3 separate regions of the Sus scrofa genome follow, and regions 2 and 3 are each linked to region 1. A link is a contact called in public HiChIP or PLAC-seq data. All regions are on one chromosome and are shown on one strand. The core of a region is the stretch at or near the end of the contact, and the rest is flanking DNA. Distances in the headings are between cores, read along the strand shown. Region 1 overlaps FCRL5 (Fc receptor-like protein 5). Region 2 has its middle 9.6 kb from the start of ETV3L. Region 3 has its middle 22 kb from the start of ETV3.

Region 1 (2,509 bases), core at 4-2,503:
AAAAGGAGGAGGGATGGAAGGGAGGGAGAGAGGGAGGGGAGGAGAAAGAGAACAGAGGGATGAGAGCAAGTTTTGTGGGGACGACTGATTGGATTTCATGTTGTATTTGAGATATCTGCAGGTCATGCAGGTTTTGAACAAGACACAGTATTCATCTCAAACTGACACACACAACTCTTAGTAGTGATTTTATTGGTATTGTTTAAAAAACCCTCTGAGATCAAGGGACACATATTGCACTTTGCTGGGTTAAGAGAGCAGATAATGATATCGATGAATTTGTAGAGGTGATGTTTATTCATCAGGGAGATTAATAGATATCCAATTTGATAACCTTTCATTGATAACCAGGTGAATGCCAGACACCATGCTCACCCCTTCAGCTTTGCTTTTAAGAACTCTCAGTCTTGTTAGGGAAACACAAAAATGCACACATCTCTGTAGCAGAGGTGCCATGTAGAGGAAAGAGCACCGCCCTGGGTGCCAGGACTCCTGGGTTTATTTTCGTGTGCACTTCGCCACTAACAGGTTGTGTGATTTTCAGTTAGTGGCTCTTCCTCTCTGGTTCTCAATTTCCAACCACAAAATTGGAGAAGTGGCCTAGATAAACTCAAAATTTCCCCCCAAACATCAACCATCATTGATTTGAGCATCAGTATAAAAGTGCTGTGGGAGCCCAAAGAAGAAACAGACTGCTTCTGGGAGGGTGGAGGATGGGCCATTGAGTTGGAGCTCAAAGAATGAGCAGGGTTTCAGCAAATGCAAATGATGGGAAAGTACTTCTAGAAAGAGGAAGTGCAGAAAGGCTACATTAGAAAATAGGGAAGGGACCGTAGGTTGTGGAGAGCGATGATTATGAGAAAGGCTGGAGAGGGAAGTGGGCGCTGAATGGAGAGGGCTAAAGGGTGCATTATTCACTCTGTATTCATCCCCTTTTTGGGAAAGTGTGAGGCCTGAGGTGGGGAAGCAAGCTGGTGGCAGCTACTTTTTCCTGACCCAGGGAGGCTGATGAAACCCAGTGTGTTGCAGAGAAGTTCTCTCAGCAACAGCTGCTGAGGATGTTCTAGTGAAAGGATGGTGCAGGGAGCCTGTGATCTGCATGAGTGGCCCCCATGGAGTTGGGCGGTGGGCAACCAGAGCACGTGCTGCTTCCCCATGGGCCTCTGCCAAGAACTTTGGAGCTTGGGTACTCAATATGGTCCTAGGAGCAGTAGCATCAGCACCATGTGCGAGTTTGTCATAGATGCAGGATCTTAGCCACCACCCAAACCCGGTGAATCAGAGTGTGCCTTTTCACAAGGTCCCCAGCTGACCCATAAGCACTTTTAAGTTTGAGAAGCTTTCCTGCTTTCTGAGAGCAGGTTGTCAGGTGCAGTCCTCATTGAGGAAAGATAGGGGTGTGCATGGGAATAGGACTCAGTATAGTGACCAAAGCTGAAGCCCACTGAGGAAGCCAGGTGATGTGATGCGCCCTGGATTGGGAGCAACATGTCATTAGAAAAAAAGGACCATGGTGCCAGAGCTGTCACTTCAGAAGTAGATGGAGTTCCTTCAGGGCCCTCTGGTCTGTTCAGACTGGTGCACAGCCCACTTGATGTGGCATGGGGTGGTTTTACATCTTCTCACATGGATGTCCCTTCTCCCCCAAGGATGGCTTTGGGCTGCAGAAGCTGACATAGCAGTTGGGAGCTGTGTGGACTCATCTGTGAGGAGTGGATGAATCCAAGAGCTGGGGCTTAGGGGCTGGGGCTGAAGCCACCTTCACCTGCGAGTAGATGACACAGGCATCCTGGGGGGAAGAGCACACAGGTTGAGGGAGAGCTGGCGGGCCCGAGGTGGGAGGGTACATAGGTTGTGGGACTCACCTTGTCGTTGAGAAGCTCTGGTGCGGAGGCCACTGTGGAAAGAAGGGAGGTGTTCAGCTGGGAGCTCAGAACTCTCTCCGCAAGCCCATGCTGTCGGCCCAGTCCCAGCCATCTCTCTGGGGCCCCCTCAGCCTCACAGCTTCCACCGACTCTCTCCTCAACATCCTTTCACTCTTTGTTCCCCACACTGAGCTCTCCAGGGGCTCTCAAAAGGAAGGAATCTACCTTTTATCTTGTTCGTGCTTTGATTATAGATTCTTAGCATTTGTTATGGAGAAGCATCCTGGCCTGGAGCAGAGGCAGGGTGGTGATTTAGAACAGACTCCAAGCCCGGAACACCCCAGACTGAGCCCTGGGTTGGCGAGCTACCTCTGAGGCCCTGGGCAATCCACTCAGTACACTCAATATCTCCTGCCTCGATGGTCTCATCTGTATGATGGGAATAATGATATCATTTACCTATAGTGTTACTGTAAATTTATATTTGTATGTGTGTGATTTCTAATATCTATTATGTGTTGAGCAGTTCCAATGTGCAGGTACAACTCTGAGTGCTATAAGCAAACTATAAATAAGTGTGTGTATATATTTATGGCACATATTTTCTTTATATTTTGTCTTTTTAGGGCCACACCCTTGGCATA
Region 2 (2,509 bases), core at 7-2,506, 360 kb before region 1:
TGGCCCCTGGGGGTCCCTGGGGGCCGTGGGATATAAAAGGTTTGTGTAACTCCGTGGAGTAGAAATCCAAACCCAGACACCCCTATGCACTACCCCCAGACCCGGCAGGAAGGGCAGTTAAAAATCATGGAGGGGGAGTTCTTGTCGTGGCTCAGTGGTTAACGAATCCGACTGGGAACCATGAGATTGTGGGTTCGATCCCTGGCCTTGCTCTGTGGGTTAAGGATCCGGCATTGCCGTGAGCTGTGGTGTAGGTTGCAGACGCAGCTCGGATCCCACGTTGCTGTGGCTCTGGCGTAGGCCGGTGGCTACAGCTCCAATTAGACCCCTAGCCTGGGAACCTCCATATGCCACGAGAGCAGCCCGAGAAAAGGCAAAAAGACCAAAAAAAGAAAAAAAAAATATATATCATGGGGAATGTTGCAGACCCCTCAGGGACCCAGGGGTTGTGGGGTGGGAACAGGGGTGTCAGGAGAGCAGCTTGTAGCCCAGAGCCAGCCCTCCCTCAGTCTGGCCCCCTCCAAGTCTCTGTTTCACTTTGTGTTTGACCTTTAATCTTCAGCTCGTTTCCTCCTTCATAGAGTTTCCCTCCTCTACCCTCTTGAGTCTCATTCTTCCTCCTTTCCATTTCCCCAGCGCCATTCACTTTCTTGTCTCTCTCCTATCCATCCTTTTTGGTCTCAGTTTCCCTTGGTCTTTCTGCTCCTGTCTTGTGTCTACAAATCCTGAAGTCTGTCCGTCTTGCCTCTCCTGTGCCCTTTTCCCCCTTAGATCGAGTCTGTGCCTCATCACCTCGCACCCAGCCTGCCCTCCGTGGCTCTATCTCTGGCTCTGATTGTCACTTTGTTTTCTTACCTCTTACTGTTTTCCCCCTGCCCTCCTGTCTCTCACCCGTGTTCAGAGCTAGAAACTGAACCCAGGCTTCCCAGCTTCCTGGCCTGGCTCTTCCAGCCCCGCCCTGCCCAGCACCCTCGAGCTCTCCCCCAGCGCAGGCTCAGTGTCGGTTCCTTTCATCTCATTCCCATCAGCTGGGCCCCAGGGGATCCCCCTGCCTGGACACCCCCTGATCCTTCCCTTCATCATCCCCCCCACCCCCCGACCCAGGGGACAAGAAATCCCCTCCAGTAGGTGCTGAGGTGGCTGAGGTCCCAGGCCGGCCAGAGGAAGTGAAAGCTCCGGGCCAAGTGCTGAGCTGGGATGAGCTGGCAGGCCTGCCTGGGGCTGAGTAACAGGGACCAGGAATGCAGCAGGCAGCAGGCCTCCCGGGGCGCTCTCAGCAGCTGGGGGCCCCCTGACACCTTCTGACTCAGTCCCCAGCCCTCAGTGCCCTGTCTGCCTTCAGCCACCACCTCAGCTCTGGCCCTCGTCCTCAATCTTACCGTGAACTCCAACTTCAGCTTCCACTAAACCCAACCCCAGACTCTATCCATGTGCCCTGGACCTCTCTCCACGGGGCTCCAGTGCCCTTGAGCAGGGCGAGAAATGCATTGGAGGTGGAGTGGCAGCCACGCCACTCTTCCTCTTGGTAAGGGGATGGGGAGAGAGGCAGAACCTCTGCCATAGGAGCATCGCTTTCTGTGCGTGTCCAGCCTCACATGACTCACATCTGCCCCCACCGTCACAGGGGTGCTCCTGACCATGGGGCACACAAGCCCTTAGACTGCAGACTCCTTGGACCTGGTTCTTGAGGAAGAAGCCAGGAGTCCAAGGAAGTGAGGGAAGCAGGTGGATGGGGCAGAATCCCTTCACCTCCTCGGAGACTTCACTCCATCTCTGCCTGGCTCAGATGCGAGCACAGCCTTCGCTCTGCCCTCCCTGGGACCACCTCCTGCTCCTTCCCATGCCCATCCTGTGATGCCCACACCCTCGGTGTCCTCATCCCCTGCCCTGGCCACATGGATGGCAGCAGCGAGCTGGCTGAGACATGGAACTCCCTGTAGGTACAGACAACGGGACATGGGAACGGCTGAGCCTGTCATTCATTCAGCCCCCAGAGCCCGACTCAAGCCCATTAATCCCAGGAATCTTATCTGCCCCAGTGAGCCGACATCTGACCCCAGCTGTGCCCCTTCTGGGCAGAAGAGTCTGCTGCCGTGCCCGACCGGCTCCCTGTACGAGATCCCCTCCTCCTCTGCCCTGACGGGCCCAGTACCTGCCTCTGCGCTGTCCACACCTGGATGGAAGAGCCCGGTCCCCTCTTGGCTGTCATCCTCACCCAGTGCCTGGGTCTCCATTCTTCTCCCCCTTCCCAGTTGCCCCACGACTGGCTCCACAGCCGCCAAGAACCCCTTACCTCGGCGCAGCCACCAGCCCCAGTTCTGTCCAGCGGCTCCTTCTGGCGCACTCCTTGCCCAGAGACCCCTGGCTCGCTCATCACAAGCTGAGTTAGGGTTACTTAAAATGAGAGCAGGATCTCCAAGCTCCCAGGGGAGCCGATGTGGTTTTCAGACAATAGCATTAACCCTTCGGGGGCCAGTGGCACCACGGCCCTGAGCTCCCTCCACCTCTA
Region 3 (2,509 bases), core at 4-2,503, 310 kb before region 1:
GGATGGCTTGGGGTTGAAAAGAAAGTGGAAGAGGAGATGCAAAGGTCAGGTTTAGGCAGGTGGTGATAGAGGCATGAGGACACTGGAACTAGGATTCCGTGCTGTGAAAAATCCACTGGCAGCTCCCCCACCCCCTCTCCACACGGACTGGCTTGTGACCTGACGTCAAAGTCCCTGCCCTGGACTTGTTACTAATGGGAGACCTGAGACACACCCAGGAAACCACAGTGCTTAGAACACTTACACAGCCACCTTTCAGCACCCAGAAGAGAAAAGGGTGTCTGGTCATTGTGGCGGCGATGAGGAGCCCTGGAGTGAGGGGGTGGGGAGAGGTCCGTCTAGGAGAGCTTCCTGGAGGAGGAGGAGGAGGAGGAGGAGGAGGCTCAGCCTTGGTCAGGAAGGGCAGCTAGCTGCAAAGAGGGAGACAGAATGTGGGGTGGGGGTGCTCACTGAGGAAAGAGGAGGCTTCCCGTCCTTGGCTGGGATTCTGGACCCGGTCCCCTAAGCCGTCAGCGGGAGTGCTGGAGAAGAGACACATCACAGCTGTTGTGAGGGGGCTCGGAACGAGATCTCTAGGGAGACAGGACAAGAATAACTCTTCTAATGCCCAGCACCATCCCATGCTCGCTGCCTTCTCTCCTGCGGAGGCTTTGCTTTCTGCCACGTGGACACCCCTCACTCTCACTCCCTCTTTTGCTTTCCCCAGCTTTCCACCCCAGCAGACTGTGGGGAGGCGGGACCACCACGTCCCAGCGTGTGGGGGAGAGGGGGCTTTGCCAGCGGTCTCCTCCCTCCCCTCAGCCCATCACGATTCCTTCCTCCTGGTCCTGCGGAGGTGCCGTCTGTGTCTCCCGGCCCCCAGCCCGCTCCCTCCACTGTGCCCCCAGCCCTCACCCTCTCCCCTGAGCAGAACGGCAGTGATAAACCTGCTACCCACGAAGTCTTCACTTCCTGAGGTTGAACGAGGTCACCTCTCTCCCTCTAGGGCTTGGGCCCTGCTCCCTGGTGTCTTCCCAGCCCCCCTCCTTGGCATGCCCATCCCCTCTGCTGTCCCGAGGGCTCTGCAGCAACCTGGCCTGGCCTGGCCTGGTGGGGTTGGGAGTCCTGGCGGGGTTGGGAGTCCTGGCGGGGCTGGGAGTCCTGGCGGGGCTGACAGTCCTGGCGGGAGGGGAAGCTCAGTTTCTGGGATTTCCCCGGCCTCCGGCCAGCAGGAAGTCGGCCTGGGAGAGAGAGGGGAAACCTTATTCTTGGCTCCCAGCCAGCTGCTAAGCATGACCAAAGTTCAGGGGAGGAGCCTCTTTCCCTGGTCAGCTGGGGACTCCCACTGACCTCTGCTATTCAGGTTTGGGGGTTTAGGCCTCAGAGGCCCAGACAGCAGTGTGAGAGGAGGGCCAAGAGGGCCAGGGAGGCGCTGGATGCTGTGGCTGAGAGAGCCTGGGGGCTCACCCCACCTGCACACCCCATCCTGGCCTTCCCTGTCCCTTGGCTCCTGGGGCAGTGGGGTGGGGGCCGTGTGGTCGTCTCCTCTCCCTGATGCGTGTATGCCAGGTGGATGTGGCCTGGGCACGGAGCCCCGATAAGGGGCCGCAGCAGCACCGCCCTCCCCAGCCCTGCAGGACCCCATGTGGCCCAGAGCAGAGTGGGCGAGTGTGCAGGGTCCACCCATCTCATGCTGACACATCCAGGGATTGGGGGCAGGAAAGGAGGGAACCTGGAATCATTTCTGCTGATGCCTCAATTTTGCCCTCTCCAGGGCTGCTGCAGCTGGAAGGTGATAAACCCTGCGAGTGGGGCCGTGGGGGACCTGCCTCCTTTCCCAGTGGCTCTGAGCGGGGGTTAAGGTCTCCCTCTCCTCTCCCAATCTCGCCTCTGCCCATACTCCCTGGTTGCCCTGTTCCCTGGCTCCAAATGAGCCCCTGGGGACCCCCTCAGCAGCAAACACAACAGGGAAAGAGCAAGAGCCGGCCCACGGGGAGCAGGGCAGACAACACTGTGACTGTGCACATTCTGCACCCCCGCCCCCCCGCCCTCAGGGCCCCCCCCCACCTCCCACTCCTCCACCCTCCAAACCCGGGTGGGGGCCCTTTCAGAGCTCTTGGGGCTGGGCTGTCCCACCCGACTTCAGCTTTGGCAGAGGACAGAGAGAGAGAGACAGAGAAAGAGAGACAGAGACACAGAGAGAAACAGAGACAGAGAGAGAGAGGGAGAGAGAAACAGAGACAGAGAGACAGAGGAAGGAAGAGAGAGAGAGCTATAACAAGAGGGCAAACATGTGTGGGAAAGAGCCACTGTGCAGGCTGGGGTTGGTGTCAGCCGGGTTGGGCGGCCCTGGGGAGCCAAGATCTGGGAGTTTCCAAGGATGGAGGAAAACGCTAGGCCATCGCCCCCTGGTGGATAGTGTTGCAGCTGCAGCCACCCAGAGCCAGGTTCTGCGGCTGTGGCCACCTGGGCGGTCTTTCCTGGACATTTGGAGATGGAGCGGAGAGCACAGCCCTGCACAAGACCCAGG

Evidence for each region. HiChIP or PLAC-seq counts read pairs in DNA pulled down with a chosen protein or histone mark.
Region 2: an H3K27ac HiChIP or PLAC-seq map of alveolar macrophages shows a contact between it and region 1. The contact joins two enhancer-like sites. A contact is called at or near these places in 1 of 47 Hi-C or Micro-C datasets (embryonic fibroblasts) and 1 of 2 datasets of contacts at active chromatin or transcription factors (alveolar macrophages).
Region 3: an H3K27ac HiChIP or PLAC-seq map of alveolar macrophages shows a contact between it and region 1. The contact joins two enhancer-like sites. A contact is called at or near these places in 1 of 47 Hi-C or Micro-C datasets (embryonic fibroblasts) and 1 of 2 datasets of contacts at active chromatin or transcription factors (alveolar macrophages).

The regions. Positions count from the first base shown.
Region 1 is chr4:92,629,380-92,631,888 of Sscrofa11.1, reverse strand. FCRL5 (Fc receptor-like protein 5) reads right to left here. Exons shown (of 16, transcript XM_013996926.2): 15 at 1,866-1,897; 16 at 176-1,789. The coding sequence ends at 1,700. Among named protein-coding and RNA genes, the nearest start is that of FCRL5, 52 kb to the right of the region's middle. Within about 2 kb of position 1,253, at least 1 of the 83 cell types and tissues checked has an H3K27ac peak or open chromatin away from gene starts, as enhancers often do. A contact at or near this core is called in alveolar macrophages, where this site is marked.
Region 2 is chr4:92,994,383-92,996,891 of Sscrofa11.1, reverse strand. No RefSeq gene overlaps it. Among named protein-coding and RNA genes, the nearest start is that of ETV3L, 9.6 kb to the left of the region's middle. Within about 2 kb of position 1,256, at least 33 of the 83 cell types and tissues checked have an H3K27ac peak or open chromatin away from gene starts, as enhancers often do. A contact at or near this core is called in alveolar macrophages, where this site is marked.
Region 3 is chr4:92,941,420-92,943,928 of Sscrofa11.1, reverse strand. No RefSeq gene overlaps it. Among named protein-coding and RNA genes, the nearest start is that of ETV3, 22 kb to the left of the region's middle. Within about 2 kb of position 1,253, at least 47 of the 83 cell types and tissues checked have an H3K27ac peak or open chromatin away from gene starts, as enhancers often do. A contact at or near this core is called in alveolar macrophages, where this site is marked.